2 separate regions of the Anser cygnoides genome follow, and region 2 is linked to region 1. The links are chromatin contacts, called in public Hi-C maps. All regions are on one chromosome and are shown on one strand. The core of a region is the stretch at or near the end of the contact, and the rest is flanking DNA. Distances in the headings are between cores, read along the strand shown. Region 1 has its middle 22 kb from the start of SNX9. Region 2 holds the start of SYNJ2 (synaptojanin 2).

Evidence for each region. A called contact is a pair of places that touch in the nucleus more often than the background predicts.
Region 2: a Hi-C map of liver shows a contact between it and region 1, with 7 times the contacts expected there. The contact joins the promoter of SYNJ2 here to the enhancer-like site in region 1. A contact is called at or near these places in 2 of 7 Hi-C or Micro-C datasets (both in liver).

The regions. Positions count from the first base shown.
Region 1 is chr3:56,952,636-56,957,560 of Taihu_goose_T2T_genome, forward strand. No RefSeq gene overlaps it. Among named protein-coding and RNA genes, the nearest start is that of SNX9, 22 kb to the right of the region's middle. Within about 2 kb of position 1,731, at least 2 of the 3 cell types and tissues checked have open chromatin away from gene starts, as enhancers often do. A contact at or near this core is called in liver, where this site is marked.
Region 2 is chr3:57,052,874-57,058,361 of Taihu_goose_T2T_genome, forward strand. SYNJ2 (synaptojanin 2) reads left to right here and starts at 2,495. Exons shown (of 27, transcript XM_048080765.2): 1 at 2,495-2,628. The coding sequence starts at 2,508. It overlaps LOC106034246 (a long non-coding RNA gene), which reads right to left and starts at 2,385. Exons shown (of 7, transcript XR_010829771.1): 1 at 2,245-2,385; 2 at 1,696-1,800.

The DNA.
Region 1 (4,925 bases), core at 481-2,980:
CCTTTTCCTTATCACTTTGCCATGCTCAGTAAGGCGTGCTTGCGGAGTCATTACTTTTTTTTGGCAATTGTTCCAAATCTCCTTTAGGTTCTTATAAAAGACAGTAAGGAAAGCCACACTTGCTCATCTTACAGGAAAAATCTTCTGGATTTCATCTTATCTAGGTGACAAACTGTAAACACTAGACAGGACACTAAAAATCCTAGAAAGGATTTTATCATGCTATATATTCTGCACTCTTAAGGTACAGCTTGTATATGTTGTGTCTCTTCCCTTCAGGGTGTATTTACAAGAGAGAACATTAGATTAACAAAGCAGGATCGTTATTATCTCCTTTTTTTTTTTTTTTAACCTTTGAGCCTATAGTTTGTTTTCCTTCTGCCAAACTTTTTGCTGTCCTCTCCTGTTTCAGCCTGACCATGTGCAGTTACTGCCTTCCCAAATGTTAAACTCAGTTGAGTAACTACTGCTTCAGTGCCAACCTGAGCCCTAACAGATTGCAAACCCACTGTGAAGCAGAATGTCTTTCTGCATGGGGCTTTCATATTCCAGATTGCAGATTTTTTCACATAATGATTCCTGTATTTGATATGAGCATATGAATTTATGGGGCAGTGTGTATAGTAGGATTTGTCAAGTGAAATTCATGGGATTTAATGCATAGAGCCAATTACTGTGGACACACTATTAATTAAATCCTTTCACTGCAGTATAGGCTCTGTGAGGAACAGCTTGCCCCAAACCCTACTTCTGAAATAGACAGTGAGTTATCTCTCCATGTGACATATTAGTCATTGCAAAATCTTTTAATCAGGCTTTTAATCAGCATGCCTTGGCTTTTCTTCACCAAAATGTGCCATCTGAAATGTTACCTAAGACCAAATTATCCTTTCTGGAGGAAAAAATAATAATAAAAATAAATAAATAAATAAAAACTGAGGTAAACTGAGGGGAAAACAGTCTCTGTCAACAGACTGCAGCACGTTCTCTGGCTGGGACAGGAGCTGAGGTGCAGTCACCTCCCTGACGGGGACGTAGCCCTGGGAGTTTCTAAGGCCTTGTGGAGGACTCTCTGCTTCTCTGTAGGAGCTACCCACATTTCAGTTCCCAGATCTGTGGTTGCCTTGGGACATTCAGTTGTTGCGGTGTGGTTATTATTTTATGGGTGGCAGCTGCTCAAATTCCTCTGCAGAGTTCCTGTGAAGCATCTGACTTCGAGGCAGTGTTGGAGAAGGGAACTGAGGTAGGTCTTCCAAGGCCAATATGCTACTTACTGGACTGACTTTCCTTTTCTGACCTCTGCTTGATCTCCTCTGGAGATGAAGGAAGTTAAGTCTTCTCTTCCTGGCCCATCTCAGCTGCACTTGCTCCTCAGAGCAAGCCCCTCGCCTTGTGGGTAGAAGCATGTAATTGAACCTGCCCATGGATGGTGCCATGCACGGATAGGATGTGTGGGGTGCACATGTGTCAGACTTCTTCCTGATTCCCACCCTTGCTGGGTGCTTCATTGCTGTGAGAGCGATAAGAATTATGAAGCAGTCAGCCAGCCAGCGCCCTGGCAAGTGTTCAAGCACCGCTTAGTGTGGCTGTGTTGGCCAGAACTACTTAGTTCCCTGTTCCACCTTCATCCAGGCTGAATAGATGTAGAAAGACACCCCTCAGTTACAGAACATTTTGGTTCCTTCACTGTCACTTTGAAATATTTTCCCATCTCTTCTATCTGTTAATATTGGCAAGTGGCTATGTTGGCAGGTTCTTGTGTTGCCAGCTTTCATGCTTTTGTCAAAAAGCTATTGAGTTGCTCTGCTAAGCTTCAGCTTCTGAAGCCAAAGGATAAATTACAGCCTCTAGCCTTGTTTTTTTACAGCTAAGGAGGAAATGTCACTGTATCAGAATTTAAAGATCTAGAAATTAGAAAGGAAAAGAACTGTTTGTTCATTGTTGTTAATAGTGATTAAAAAACATGTTGTTATACTGCCAGTCATATTATGTGTGGGGGCATGGGCTCCACAAAGCTACCTGTTAAACTGGTTTAGTTCTCTTGGAAGACTTCTTGCCAATGGCCACAGAATATACATTTTATCATGACATTTTGCTAGGAGGAAATCTTCACAACACAGTGACCCAAATCATGATTTTATTTTGGTTCGGCCATTCAGGCAGAACTTCTCCTTGTGTCTCATGCTGTAGGTTTGTCAGTGTGCTCATGGGTACGTACAAGGTCCCTAATTTTTATCAGCGCTGTTTTGGGTATTTTCTGAGGCAGAGAACTTCCCTTGCTCCAGTTGTCTCTTATGTCCGTGGCAAAGGCTGGCTAGTTGGTCCTACCTGCAGCCCTTTCTGTGACCCTCTCCTTCCCAGGGGGAACGGACAAACAGCTGCCCCCTCCAATTTTCAGTGTCACGCTGAAGCTTCGTGTCTATTTTATGCCAACTACGGGGAGCTGTGCTGCTGGAGCCCAGGAAAATCACTTTGAGGTTAAAGATTAGTAGTGGTGTATCACTGGTCACAGTCCAAGTCTGCCCCTTGCACTTTGCTCCGTTCCTGCTGTGGCAAGCTGCCCTGCGGAGAGAACTGCTCCTGTTCTCCACAACACTCCCGGGTTGGTTTCCTGAGGAGAGCTGTCTTGCCGAGTCAAATCCAGCTTTTTTTGGTCCTTTTTTTCAGTGAGGGAACTAAAGTCAGAGAGGTTAAATGACTAAGTAATGCCAAATCACGAGTCAATACCAGAAGTCAAGCTGAAAAGCAGGAGCTCTTGGCTTCTGTTGCTGTTTTCTCTCCTGCTTGAAGAGATGGGAAGTTGCGAGACAAGCACCTCTCAGAGGTAGTGTGCTGAGGACTGAATAAATACTTGCTTGTGTGCGAGTGAACACAACCTCATCTGTCTGTGACTGGTGCTCAGAGAACAAGTTTTACGTACATTCCTGCGATTCCTGCACAGAGCCAGATCCTCTCCTGCTCTGCAGCTGCTTGATACTGCATGGAGGAGTGTGGTCCCAAAGCTGACACTGCTGGGCAAAGAGGGCCACCTGGGGCTTGTGGTGCTCTGACAGCTTTGCTAGGCACCACTGGAGGGCTTGTACCTGGGAAAAAAGACAGAGGACTTGTTTGCACCCCAGATGGCAGTAGGGGAGCAAGCTGTGATGCTCCTCCAAGCTCTGTAAGTGGTGTGAGGACTGGGCAACTCACGAGGATGAAGTTAGGAGACAAGGAGAAGAAAATATATTGCAGTATTAATTCAATAGGTGAAAATAGCTCCTCTGAAAGTGCTGCATGCTTTTGGTTAGTATTATTAATATTATGAATCCAGAAGGTCTGATGCCAGATTTCAGTCCAGATTGGAGCATTTACAGCTGAGATCAATCCTCTCAATGAGGGAGTTGCTCATGGAAAGAGCAATAGACCTCAAAGTGTGGTGAATGGCAATGTTGGAAATCACTTTCTTGCAGTGTTACTTTATGTGCAGATAAAATGCAAAAACATGATTGCTTTACATATTTAACATAGGACTAATTTAAATCAGAATAAGTTGTCAGAGGATAGTATGATTCTTGATCTAAATAAAGCTGGGTTGTTTGTATTCTTGGTTCTGGCTGTATGAGGTGACTAAAAGGTTATTTGTTTATTCCCCTGCCTTTTTCTTCCAAGAAATAGGAAGACTTTTGATTGTTTCCTGGTTTTGTTTAGAAGAAGCATCCAGTCCTGTCACTGAGCTACCAGTCACGGAGGGTGTCGTGCTATATTTATGCCTTACGCAATATTCATGTAAAAAAGTCTCAGTCTGAGCAGACCCGATGTCAGTAAAAGATGACCCTGGAACAAATGGAGAAGTCCCAGAAAGCTGATCTTTCCCAAAAGTGAGTAATGTCAGGCAAATGGAAAATGCTGGTCTTAAACAACTCAAATCCAGCTGAGTGAATCTGATTAAAAACATCAATTTCTGGACATCTAAACTAAATAGAATATGAAACATTTTGATTAAGCAAAAAACAGAGGAAACTGTTACTGCCTTCATTATGTTTTTAAATTTATCAGTATCAATTATCTGATGTCTTCAGTATCTGTTTAAATGGACTGCAGTATTCAGAAAAAATGTTCTAGAACTTCTATTCAAAACTACTTTTGCTTGAATCCAAGCTGGAAATTCCTATCCCTCTTGACTGTCCATCTCAAGATCAAATACAGCTGTTTTTCCCGCAGTTCTATTTCTCCTGTCCAGCTGGCCTTCTGTACTGCTTTTGTTTTTTCCAATCTTGTATAGGTCCATCTGTAGTGTTTTGACTATACATTGCACTCTACGTAATCACAGGAGTGGCTCTCCAAATCTTTTTATGTGCATAGTAAAGAATAAAGACCGAGGATATCTGAGGACATAGCTGGGAGAGAAAAAGGCAAAAGAGGGAAAACAAGTAATTTCAAACACAAAATATGATTACCAGTATATCTTAATTCAACTAAACTCATGTCATTGTGTATATACAATTTTGGAAAGAGCTGAAAATGCTTCTTGTATATAGGGTACCATTCTTCTTTGGACTTAAGGTACCCTCACTCCAGTATCTTGAGTGTTTGTGTGCCCTCTGTCAGTCTGTACCTGCTACTCAGTGTTATACTGTTAAACAAAAAACATGCTTGGTTCTTCAGCTGAACTCTAATTCTAATTCTTAAGGTGTATTCTCCACTTATTTAACATATCAATAATTGTAATCATCTGCTTCTGAAAATGAATGTAGCATTTACAGCCAAACTATTGGATATGGGGAGTGACACCAGTTGTGGCACGGATTATTTCAGAAAAGATTGACACTTCCTTCACAAATAACACAAAGTGCAATATTGATAGCACATTTTCAGGAAGCACAGCTGCATAAACTACTCTGCCGTGCTAAAATTTGGGCAGGTGGCCTGACAGGGGATTCTGTGAA
Region 2 (5,488 bases), core at 1,245-3,744, 100 kb after region 1:
ATCAGTCAAGCCCCTCACTGTCCTTGGAGGTCTTCAAAAAAAAAGGACATGGTCCTAAGCAGCCTGCTCTCAGTGACCCTGCTTGAACAGGGACATTGGATTAGGTGACTGCCAGAGGTCCCTTCCAGCCTCAGCCATTCTGTGATGTTTCTAAGGCAACTGACCTGTGAGATATCTAATTAACTGACTTACTGCTTTTTCAGTAATTGTGACATCACTCCTTTAAAAACACATCTTTCTGTACTTTGGATGTTTTGTACCCAGAACCCTCCAAAAAGGTCTGATCGTAGCAGGTTAAAAAGGATTCTTTTAATGAGCTTTGTCATTCATGCTGCTAAGGGGGTCCATTTTTCCACCTTCATCTAAGTTTTCCTCTCATATCTTCATTTCCTCACATGCATTTGAGGTGCTGAAAACACTATTATCCAAGGTGCACCAGTTCTTTCACTTCTAGTATTTTGTTCAACAACTCTGACAACATGCTTTTTTAATAATCCTTAATTATGTATTGTTGTGGTTTAACCCCAGCAGACAGCTAAGCACCACCCAGCTGCTCTCTCACTCTCCCCAGCTGGGATGTGGTCTCTCACCTTTCTCATTCTCTTTAATGAGAAAGGTTAAAAGTGTGAGAACTTGTGGGTTGAGATGAAGACAGTTCACTAGGTAAAGCAAAAGCTGTGGTGTACAAGCAAAGAAAAACAAGGAATTTGTTTGCTACTTTCCATTGACAGGGAGGTGTTCAGCCACTTCCAGGAAAGCAGGGCTCATCATGTCATGGTTTCTTGGAAAGACAAACATCATCACTCTGAATGTCCCCCTCCTTTTTTACCCCAGCTTGTATTGCTGAGCATGACACCACATGGTGTGGGACATCCCTCTGGTTATTCTGGGTTCCCTGTCCAACTTGTGTCTCCTCCCAGCTAGCTCTTTGTGCACCCCCAGCCTCCTCACTGGCAGGGCAGCATGAGAAGCTGAAAAATCCTTGACTGTGCAATCAGTGTTCTGCAACAACCAAAAAACATCAGTATGTTTTCATATGTTACCATCAACACCTTCCTAAAAAATCCCAAACACAGCATTCTATACACCTCTATGAAGAAAATTAACTTAACTAGGAGAATGATGTGTTCTTGTGAGTTGCTGCAAAAAGCACTACTGACAAAAACTGCTAATGAATTACAAACATGGGCAAGAGTGACATGCCAGTGCCCTCAAAGTGATGGTTTACTCTCATAATGGAGTTTACAGAGGATGATGAAGAATCATTCCTCAAGGGCAAAAGAAACATCAAAAGAGACTTTTTGTTGTTGTTATTTTTAAACACGTAAGTGAATGATCCAGGGCAACTTTTTAAAATCATATGATAGAGTTGTCTTTGGCATCTCTGATTATTTAAGTGATTCTTTCAGCATTTCATCTCTAGTAGGCACTTTTCTCTATGAAGAGAGTTCACAGTGAAAGATGTAAACAGATTCTTGTTGTGCTTTTTCCATAAGTCAGCTGTAAGAAAGCCATGTCTCTCTTTTCTGTTTAAAATTGCACGTGATTAATTCGCACTCTTTCTTACATCCTCCAAGGCCCCCAGACTTTGGGCAAGCTGCACGCTCTCACTCATCACGCTTGTTTCATCTGCGTATAAACAGGATTACTCTTTCTGATAGAAAGCACATCAGATCATCTCTCATCTGCACGTACTTGCATGTGTGCCTAACCTCGTCGATCTATTCCTTATGGCTGAACTCTACAAATACTTCATCCTGTGCAGTCTCAGCATAGATTTGTGACAGGAATCCTGCGAAACTAAAGAAAAAAAAGTAGTATTTTTACACGAAGGGGCACTGTTTTTGATCGTTAATCAAGTCAAAAGGGAAAACGGCGCCTTCCGACCCCAAAAGCTCTGCTGCCAGCCGGCAGGACAGCGTTTTGGAGGCCCGGCCGCAGCCCTCCGTGCCTGCGGGGCGCGACGTGACGGGCAGGCGGGGATCGCCTCACCGCCATGCCGGGGCAGGCCCGGCCGCTCCGCTCCGCTCGGGAAGCGGCGGGGGAACGGAGCCGACCCGGGGCAGCGGCCTGAGCCTCCCGCACCGGCGGGGGAGAGGGTTGCGGTGCCTCCAGGGCCCCTCGCTTGTCCCCGGCCTCACGGGGGGCACACGACCCCCCGCCCGAGGACACGCGGAGGGCTGCTGGCAGGGCAGCGGGGCGGTGGCGGCCGCCGCTCCTCCTCCCCGCCCCGGCGGCTCCTACCTGTCCCGGGGGAGGAGGAGGAGGAGCTGCCGGGAGCCGGAGGGACAAAGTTGACTCTCGAAAGTTTCCAAGGGACCGTGGGTGGGAAGAGAAAGGGAAGAGGGGAGGGGAAGGGAACAGAAGGGAAGGGCGATCCCGGACTCGGCGGGGGACCGGCAGCCGGCAGCTCTCCGCCGGGCGCCTCCCGGCGGCCCGCCGAGGTGACCGCCTGCCGCGGGCGGCCTCCGGGCACCGAGCCTCCCCCGCCGTGCCCAGCGGCCCCCATGGCGCTGAGCAAAGGGCTGCGGCTGCTCTGGAAGCAGGAGCCGGGGCCGAGCGCCCTGCTGGAGGCTCGCAGCCGCCGGGACTGCCTGTTGCTGGAGGCCGGCACCGTGGCGGCGCTCAGTAAGTGCCCGGCGGGGCGGGCGGGGACCCGGTGCGCCACATGCGGGGGGCGGGGGCGGGCGGGGACCCGGTGCGCCACATGCGGGGGGTCCGGTACACGCGTGGGGGCCGTGGGTGGGCACCGGGCTCGGGGCACTCGTCCCGAGCCGCTCGCGGCAGAGCCCGGCCCTTCACAGCCCTCCCCCGGGCCTGCTGCTCTCTGCCCGGGCAGTGGAAGGCGCTCACGGGCGTGCTGGGGATTGTCTCGTCCTGGGCTTTGGCACCTGCCGCCCAGGAGTTAATGCAGCGGTAGCGCAGAAAAATGGGGTGATTTGAGAGTGTTTGGGCACGAAAAATGCAGGGGAAGGTGTCGTGCTTGTGCCAGGTTAACTGGTTCGGCACGTAGCGCTTACCTGCGCCTGCAGTGCTGCCGCTGGTTGTGGTGTGGGGGGGGTCTGTGTTCAGGCAGCTCAAAGGAAAGGGGTGAGGCTTAAACCGTGGGTTTTGTGGTAAAAACTGTCCGTACGTTGCGCTTTGTGCAATGCCGGTCACATTGATCACTGAGGAGAGCAACAGGACACGAGGAAGCTGAATCAGATCTTCCATGGCAGGCTGTGGCAGGACATCCAGGCCAAAATGCCCCATTTCCAGGTGTTAGGGATTTATATGAGTGGGGAAAACCAACAAGCTATACGGGAGGCCAATGATTTGCATGAGAACAAGCTCCAAGAGTGCAAATCTTTTGACATGTCCTGATAAAGATGTTGTTATTGTCACAGCCTGCATTTTTTTAATTGTTATGGGAATGTTATATTGTGTGATACGTTGAGGGTTCAGTTTCTTCTTAGATTCATTGGTAACGGTGGACATTAATGTGCAGAAAAATGTGTTACATTTTTCTATATGTTTTGCTGTCAGTTTTAAGTGAACTGTCAAAGCAATAGGTCTGGTAGTACTGACCAGCATTTTACTCGCTTTCCCTGGTCCAAAAACGTTTTGACATTAAAACTCTCCATTGACATCAATGAATTTTGATCTGGCTTTTGTTATTCTGGTATACATCCAAAGCAATTCCACCGTCTAAAGCCAATGTGCATGAATAATACTGAGAGACCAGCATTCATCTAGCGACCCCAAGCCATTTGTATGACCAGTAGTTGGGAAGATTATTTGTAATCTTACTAATTTAAGGAATCACCAATTTAAAATAGATGTTTCTTTCCCAGTGTTGCTATCCTTCATTTAAATAGCCATAGCTAGAAGTGATTAGAGAACTTATACAGTTTCTTTTAAAATACATGTTAATTTGCTACATGAATTTTAAAGTAATGGTCTGTATGGTGGCTAGTGTAAAGGCTTGTTTCTCATGCCTTTTGAAAGTCCAATGTCACCTCTTGAGATAACTGTAATCATTTATGCATTGGCACCCAACCTACTCCATGTTAATAGCTTTGTCATTTTAATTCATCTGGTTTCTCTTCCTGCCTGGGTTTGTTCCTGTATTGTAGGAAGAGCTAGTTTATCCAGTTGAGCCTGTTTAATTCATTTTTTCTCTTTATGAAGCAAAGGACCAGAAAAGGAGGGAAAAACAGCAGTAGGTATTGTGATGGTAAATTTACAAGAATTGCAAAGAGGAAACTCCACAGCCAGGGTGACAACAGAAACAACACGAATTCTGTTTTGACTGGCTTTGGGTTGTTACTGGCCATAAAACACCTCAGTAGAAGATTAACATTTCTGAATAGTGATGCAATATGATGGCCACACAATTTTCAGTTAAACAGTGTTTTTAAGGACAGTAGGTTTTTTCCCTTCCTCTTCTCATGATGACACTGTAAGGTAAAACTTGCTGTTTTGCATTTAAAAGTACATTTTGCAAGAGGCTTTATTTTGCAACCCTAAGGCTTTACTCCTGCCCAGAAGGATGGGTGACAGCGTAAACAATTCTTCCAGGAATTGCTGAACTAGAACATCAATAAGTAGCTTCTCTTATAGAAGAAACTTACCGTCGTGAAGATTGAGGAAAAATTGTCATTGATTTAGAAGCTTTTGCTTACACAAGGGGGAATATAGATTCAAAATGCTGTGCTACTTTCAACACATTACAGTTTTAACACTTCATAAATGAACTGAACTTTATACTAAAGCTAAAGTGCTGAAAATACAGGTATTTAACTTTATTATAGCAGGTGAAATGCAGTCAAGAGGAGTGCTCCACAGAGCAGCCCTGTGCCTCCCCTGCAGCCTCGGTTGCAGGTAGAGCTGTGTGGTTCCCTGCTAGGGCGGGGGGAAATCAGGGCATAGCCTTGCGGGGCAGGGATGCAAAACCAGGAAGTGGCAGGTATTTACCTACGGATCTTTATTGTACAGAAAGCCGTTTCTGTGCTGTGTGTACATTCAATGTTTACAATTAGTTTTAGTTTTGTAATTATATGTACAAATATGTCACTGAGCGGGGTTTTTGAAATCAAACATTAATACTTGTGCAAACATATTGTGAATATATTTCTGTGTGCTATCAAAAACAATGAGCCCCACAGCATGACTCATTTTACTCTTATGCCAGGATATTTATATAACTAGTCTCCTTATTATATTTGTATTTCTAATACTTACTACAATTTTTAAAAAGAAAAAAAATTATAATTTTTTCTGTGGTTTAGTGGTGTTCAAACTTTTCCTGTTTGTGGATTCCTACAAACCGTGCAGTAGAAATAATCTACTTGACAGAAGCCTTGCTTTTCTGGGTTACACTGTCAGTGTTTCTGTGTTAATATATGTGATATATAACAGGAACCACATGGTCAGGTTCTAGGGAAATGACTTAGAGACTTATCTCCATGTTCTTGACTGCCTGCAGACCACAGGAGTGGCCAGTACA